Linked DNA regions of Zea mays: region 1 is linked to region 2. A link is a contact called in public Hi-C data. All regions are on one chromosome and are shown on one strand. Each heading gives the region's core, a stretch centred on a gene start, on an enhancer-like site or on the middle of the called end of the contact. The rest is flanking DNA. Distances are from core to core; before and after follow the strand shown.

The links. Hi-C and Micro-C count contacts between places; a contact is called where the count stands out from the background.
Region 1: a contact with region 2 is called in a Hi-C map of endosperm, with 3 times the contacts expected there. The contact joins the enhancer-like site here to the promoter of LOC103636168 in region 2. A contact is called at or near these places in 4 of 25 Hi-C or Micro-C datasets (bundle sheath, ear, endosperm and 1 more).

Annotation. Positions count from the first base shown.
Region 1 is chr1:71,489,473-71,493,170 of Zm-B73-REFERENCE-NAM-5.0, forward strand. No RefSeq gene overlaps it. Among protein-coding and RNA genes, the nearest start is that of LOC109943428, 53 kb to the right of the region's middle. Within about 2 kb of position 1,844, at least 13 of the 20 cell types and tissues checked have an H3K27ac peak or open chromatin away from gene starts, as enhancers often do. A contact at or near this core is called in bundle sheath, endosperm and leaf, where this site is marked.
Region 2 is chr1:71,294,410-71,298,148 of Zm-B73-REFERENCE-NAM-5.0, forward strand. LOC103636168 (serine/threonine-protein kinase) reads right to left here and starts at 2,401. Exons shown (of 3, transcript XM_008658520.4): 1 at 1,449-2,401; 2 at 182-318. The coding sequence starts at 2,061.

The DNA of each region.
Region 1 (3,698 bases), core at 594-3,093, 190 kb after region 2:
CAGTCGACAGAGCCGAAGTGACCGCAGTCACTTCGCCGCTCCGCTGACCGGCCTGACAAGAGGACAGCGCCGCCTGTGTCGCTCCGACTGCTGTGCCACTCGACAGAGTGAGGCTGACAGCAGCCAAGTCCGGCCTCGGGCGCCATAGGAAGCTCCGCCTCGCCCGACCCCAGGGCTCGGACTCGGCCTCGGCCCCAGAAGACGACGAACTCCGACTCGCCCGACCCCAGGGCTCGGACTCGGCCTCGGCCCTAGAAGACGATGAACTCCGCCTCGCCCGACCCAGGGCTCGGACTCGGCCTCGACCTCGGAAGACAGACTCGACCTCGACCTCGGAGGAGCCTCCGCCTCACCCTACCCAGGGCTCGGACCGACCACGTCACAGGAGGGGCCATCATTATCCTACCCCTAGCTAGCTCTGGCTACGGGGAACAAGACCGGCGTCCCATCTGGCGCGCCCCGGTAAAACAAATAATGATGGCGCCCCGCATGCTCCATGACGACGGTGGCTCTCAGCCCCCTTACGGAAGCAAGGAGACGTCAGCAAGGACTCGACAGCCCCGACAGATGTCCTTCCGCAAGGCTCCAGCGCTCCTCCGACGGCCACGACATCACACGAACAGGGTGCCAAAACCTCTCCGGCTGCCACGACGACATGTACTTACGGCACTAGCTCCTCTCTGCTAGACACGTTAGCACGCTGCTACATCTCCCATTGTACACCTGGACCCTCTCCTTACGCCTATAAAAGGAAGATCTAGGGCCCTCTTACGAGGGTTGGCCGTGCGGGGAGGACGGGACGGCGCGCGCGTAAGCCTCTCGCTCCCTCCCACGCGGACGCTTGTAACCCCCTACTGCAAGCGCACCCGACCTGGGCGCGGGACAAACACGAAGGCCGCGGGTTTCCCCTTTTACGCCTGTCTCCCTCCGGCTTTCCCCCGTTCGCGCTCCGTCTCGCGCCGACCCATCTGGGCTGGGGCACGCGGCGACAATTTACTCGTCGGTCCAGGGACCCCCCGGGGTCAAAACGCTGACAATACTAGATACATACATGCACGTGGGAGCACCAGATCCACCGACGAGGCTACAAGATCGATGAGGAAACGATGCAACGAGAGGAGACACAGACACTAGAGCGACCAGATCGAGGATTAGGGTTATGGAGAGGGTCATCGGAGGGATATGAGAGGAGGAGGATTAGAGCACCGGTCACCAGAGCGTCAGATCTGTCGATGGTCGACACAGGCTCACCGGCGTATTCCTCGGATGGGGGGGAGCCGTCGAGCAAAGCGGAGCAGATGAGGGAGAGGCGGAGTGCGGGTGTGTGAGAGAGACGCGAGAGGGGAAGGGGATTAGGTTTAGGTTTCGCTTGGGAACGGGGGCCGAGGGGTGGCAGCGGTAGGTATTTAGCCTATCGGGTTGTTCCCGGGCCGCCCCTTTAACCGTGTCGAGCCCGTGCCTGCACTGTGGGCCGACCAGCCTATCCAAGCACGACACTGTGCCTGTGCCGGGCCATGCTCGTGACGGGCCTCTACAGTGCCAGGCCATAGGCTGTCCGTCGGTCGGCCCGTTTAGACAAGTATAACGTAGAGACCAGGTAGACGACGATACTAAGAGTAATAAAAGAAAAATATATAGGTCGCTTCCCGCTCTCGCACAAAACATGCCACAGCATACCAAGATGGTCACAGAATATGACGTATGGAAGTTGGATACATATATGCATAATGATGTGGGCGCCGATCGAGTTTGGAGCTCTGTCTGATGTGTACACGCTCTGTCTGATGTGGACGCGCTCATGTTTAGCACGCAGCGCAGCGCATGCACAGGGAACAGGACAGCGACGGACAGACGCTGAGCGATCGAGCACAAGAAAACGAAAGGGGTGGAGATTGTAGTTGTATAGATGGTAGCCTCTCCTCCTTTTCTGGGTTCTGAAAAAGGTGGCGACGATCGAGACTTGGACAGACAAATGTGTGAACATGCATGCATGGAACGACTAGCAGCAGTAGAAAGGGCAGAGGCGTCGTTCCTGGGGACACAACACGACATCGAAAGCAAAGCGTCTCACTCTCATCAGGTTCAGCAGCAGCTGCCTTCTTCTTCGCTGTAGTCTGCAGGCTATGGACGGAGAGAAACAAACAAAGCACGGCATGAAAACAACAGAGACGACCTTGCGAATAACCTTGATGTGTGTGCATCACGCTCATCTGTATAGTTTAACGAGCGCAGCTGCTGGGTATGTCACGTACGTCACCGAGAATGACACGCATGCACCAAACGAAACTTATACATGTGTATCGTACGTGGTCAATAACAAAGCGTACGTCTTATATATACTAGGCTAACAAAGCGTTTGGTTTATCAGTAGCGGCATTAAACACGCCTAGAGCTAGCTAGACCTAGACCTAGACGACTCGTTCGTCTCACACCAAACACACACACACGTATACTGCGATGTTTACATATCCATGAGAAGCATATGAGAAATTACTTAAACCAGCTCATCCACTGCATGCATGCATGAGTAACGCCGGGCGCGTGGTGATCGGTATGAACTCTGCCACCCCCCGCGCGCCGGCAGCAGGTTGGCTTTGACGACGGCCGATCAATCTCGGTCGAGTCCAGTGCTGATGGCGTCAGTGTAGTGGATGCGTGGAACCAACATATATATATATACCATATGCGCAGCTAGCACGCGCTGAACCTGTCAACCGTGTGTGTGAAACAATGCGGCCGCGTTCTGCTACACACATACCGGCTGGGAGAGAGGGTACATCACACGGTTTATTAACATCAGCATGACATATCTATGCTGTCATTAATTGGGGCGTGCTAACCTCTAATTTTTTTTGTTTTGATTTTCACATGTTGATTTCTTCATCGCCTTTCCCTTAGTTTATCCTATGTCAACCGATAGTATACTACCACTATGCTATAAGTGTTTTTCTGCTTGTCCAACCTACTACATCTACATCTATATATGACTATATCTACATCAACATCTATATCTATATCTATATCTATATCTACATCAACATCAACATCTATATCTATATCTATATCTATATATCTATACATAATACATATTAAAGAGCAAAAAAAAATTTCTTCTATCTATCCATTATACTTTCTAAAGTACCCTCATGTTTCTTATAATTTTTATTTTGGTCCAGAATTATAACTCATGCTCAAGGCTATCTCCGGCAGCCTTTCTACCACACTCCCTATCTCACCCTCTATTTTAATTTTCACTTTATAAACAGTGCAATCTACAGTGTAAAACAGTGTTTTGCACGCCCATATACACGCTCCGCTGGAGATGACCTTATACGCGTTAGAACTGCACACATTTATTTTGTGCATCGAGACCTATTACAATGTTTGATTCTAAATACATATTGGAGTCAATGATACAACTGCTACATTAATCTTCGAGCCACATGCGGTTCAGGTGGCCGCTCAATACATAAGAGCAAGTTTAATAATATAGCTAACCACTGGCAGTAGGAATCTTTATAGCCTACGTACCTTTCAGCCTATTCGTATAGTGTTTAGCTGCTCATTATTAATGTATGATCCACATGTCTCACAGAATTTTTGATTATTGTGTCTAAGCTGGTTGTAAGTTTATAGCCCGCTTCTCTCTATCCTCTTCTCTCTCGTCCACATGCATCAACTTTTAGCCATCTTACAGT
Region 2 (3,739 bases), core at 1,151-3,650:
ATGAGTCATTTAATATATTATTACTATTTTTAGCCTTTAGAACCAAACATGTTAGGGACTAAACTTTAGTCCACTAATTACTAAACTTTAGTCCCTAGACTAAAGAAACCAAACATGGCCTAAACTAGCTGAATTGTATTAGGTGAATATATAATACTATATATATATATTGATTACGTACCGGGTCGAGCAAAATGTTGGATGTCTTGAAGTCGCGGTAGATGACGGGCTTCTCGGCGTCGTGAAGAAAGGCGAGCCCCTTGGCGGCGCCCACCGCGATGTTGAGACGCGTTGCCCACGACAGAACGGGCGGGAACTCTGCAGAACGTACGTCAAAAGATAAAGATCGTTTAATTAATTGTTATGGCATGCATAATAAAAAAATATGTGTATATCACAACAGTAAGAGATGAAGGGCATGTTTGGTTCACGGCTAACTGTGTCACACTTTGCCTAAGGTTAGTCGTCCGAATTGAAGAACTAACCTTAGTTAGAAAAGTTAGGCAAAGTGTGACAAGTTATGCAGTAAACCAAAAAAGCTCGAAATGTTCTAGTCCTAGGATCAAAGCCGTCGGACATAAGCACAAAACCGTTGGAGATATATAATGAACCAACATGAATTCTACAAGCATGCATGGTTCAATATAATCATTTTAAATTTACATATAGTACTACAGATGCATGGATGTCGTTCGGATGATAGTTAGAAGAGACAAGCACGCACCATTCAGCATTAACAAATAAAAACAAATACGTAATTAACGATATTGATTCATTGTATTCAGTATGATTGCTAGCTGCAGTATATACCATTGCTTGTCAACTTTCAACATCCCCGTCCCCGGATAGCATGCATGCATATATGCATAAGGCCCTGTTCGTGAACAACGTTTTGGAAAACCATAGTTTTTGAAATATTACATTATAATTTAATCAAGACAATACTACAGTTTAAAATATTATGGTTTAAAAAACTAAGGTCTAAACCTAAGTTTAGAATATTCTAAATAACAGCAGCCAAATGCAAGCGCGCGCTCATATACATAGTGGATTGTTTTTTTTTTGTGTATTATATTCATCCTTAAATTATGGCATTTTGCATTTGTTTTAAGCCAGATCTCTCTAACAATTTTGACCAAACTCATATAAATCATAACAGGATCAACAGTTTAATGCAACGTTGCGGTCAACCACCAGCTCGGACTCCCTCCTAGCTAGATAGCCCTTTCAAATGAACAGTGTTTATTTGGCCGTGTACCACACCTCTAGCTAATGCTAATCCAACCATCAGTTGACGACTTGTAGTTGTTAGTGCGGGCTAGCTGGAGCACGTCGTACGAACGAACTGGATGATGGATTGCACCCATCGCGTTTGACAAATTGAACAGGAAATGATAAAATTTGCTGAGAGTAGGTGACGATGGATGGGGCGTGGTAATACTACTCACTCTTGAAGAGGTGGTTCTCGAGGCTCCCCTTAGGCATGTACTCGTAGACCAGCAGGCGGTGCTCCTCCTCGCTGCAGTAGCCGACGAGCCTGACGAGGTTGGGGTGGCGCAGCTGGCCCAGGAAGATGACCTCCGACAGCCACTCCTTGTGGCCCTGCGTGCCCTCGGGGTCCCACAGCTTGACGGCGATCTGCTGCGAGCGGAGCCCCGGCTTGGCGCCCTCGGCCACGGCGCCCCTGTACACGGGGCCGAACCCGCCCTCGCCCAGGAAGTTGCTGTCCACGAACCCCTGCGTCGCAGCCTTCAGCTCCCCCACCGTGAACACATGCAGGTTCGACCCGGCCAGCGACACCGACAGGTCCTGGTCCGACGCCGTGCTCATCACGTCCGTCAGCGACAGCCGCTGGTGCTGCAGCCCCGTCGACGACGACGGCGCGGGGGACGGCGGCGCCGCCCGCCCCTGCTGCGTGGACGACCGCGGCTGGACCTTGTTCTTCCGCCGCCTGCTCCCGGACGCGGCCCCGCCCAGGCACCCGCGGAACAGGAACTGCCACGCCGACACCGGCTTCTGCTTCAGCTGCTGCGACTTCTTCTTGTTGGATGACCTCGCCATCGTCGATCTGTCTATCTATCTATGCCACGCACGCACACCATGCAACAGGTTTGAGCTCAAGCACGAGGCCGATCGATGGACAGGCTCGCTAGCAGCTATCTAGGTCGTCGAGTAGGCGCGGCGCGCGTGTGGGTGTTGTGTGGTGGTGGTGGCCGAGGAAATGAGAAGCACATGGATGAGTATTTGTAGAGGCCGGCTCGGCCCGCGGTGAAGCATAGCTACCTACCAACCAAAACCATGCCGAGTAAAATGGATGGCGCGTTGGTTGAGCCGATCGGCTTTCCGTTCCAGTCCACAGCAGACAGAAGACATATCGCCGCGCTGACCGCTGACTTGACAGCTCAACGCCTCGATCGCATGCATATGTGCGCCCCACCGGCCCTCCCAGCCGTGGATTTCCAGTTTTCCTATGCTTCGATTTCCTTTCTTCCTGTCTTTTCCTCAATTTCACAACACTTTTTTTTTTCCTTTTTGGCTGCCGATACATAGTAGCTAGCTTTCATGTTGTTCAAAAAAAAAAAAATAGAGATGCGCACACGGATAAAAAAAACCCATCCGATTTGTTGAACACTGAAAATATCCTTGTGGACAGTCCAGGCCCGCGGTTCGGACTATCCGTCGTAGCAGCGCAGAATCGATTATGGCTTCGGATTTCTTGCAAGATTTGTTAGCTAAACCTGCGGAATTGACTCGGGAACCGACTTGTAACGGGTACAAACCTCCCTCTTTATATAGATGAAGGGCTACGACCGATAAAACCCCTAAAATCGATCCAATCAATTATACTTATCGTTTTTACTTTATACATTAGAAGTAACTCTAGTTTAGCCCAAGTTTAGCATCCTCTACCTCAAACCTTCACCTCTCTTCGGCTCTACGTCGACTAGAGGCGTCTCGGGCGGCCTACCGACACCAAGACACACCGGTATCTACTAAAATCAGGCCTCAAATGGTCGGTTCTAAAGATCACATCGATATTTCCTCGGACAATATCCTAAAGTCGGTTGTTGAAAGTCTGACGGCTGAGGGACAACTTCAATACGAAGACTACATGCGTCAAGCGAAGGAGAAATTCTTGTCACAATACACGGTGGATCGCCAGCAGAAGGTTGTCAAATATGGAGAGACCGACGTTGCATCTCTTTTATCTTCGCTTCAAGTCCCCAACGTAAGAAAACCCCACGACATCCAATCTATTAAACATTATGTAGATCAGCAACATAATCAAATGAAACAACATATTGGCGGGTTAGAATAATCAATTAGAAAATTAACACGTGCGTTGGAGAAGTCTATTGCTCCTAGTTTTCCATCATATGAAACTAGTAATAGGATATCGATATCTAATACATCGGCAACAAATATGGATTCGCAGCCCCAACCATTATATGGTATGCCGATGAACTAATATCCAGGGCAAATACCACCACTGTCGTCCCTGCTTGACAGATCGACGCCCCTAGACACGGTCGGACCGTCCGAGCTTTTGCCAGGACAGTCCGGCCCTTACGCGGACCCTCCGTCTTTCCGTGCCGGACAGTCCGAGGATGCACCAGGACCACCGCGTGGTGCCCTAATATTAGCGAACACAACCGGCCAGTTTGGATTTATCACATGACAAACCGGATACACATACTCAGAAACTACTGTTGCACACTATGCACCAAATTATTACACA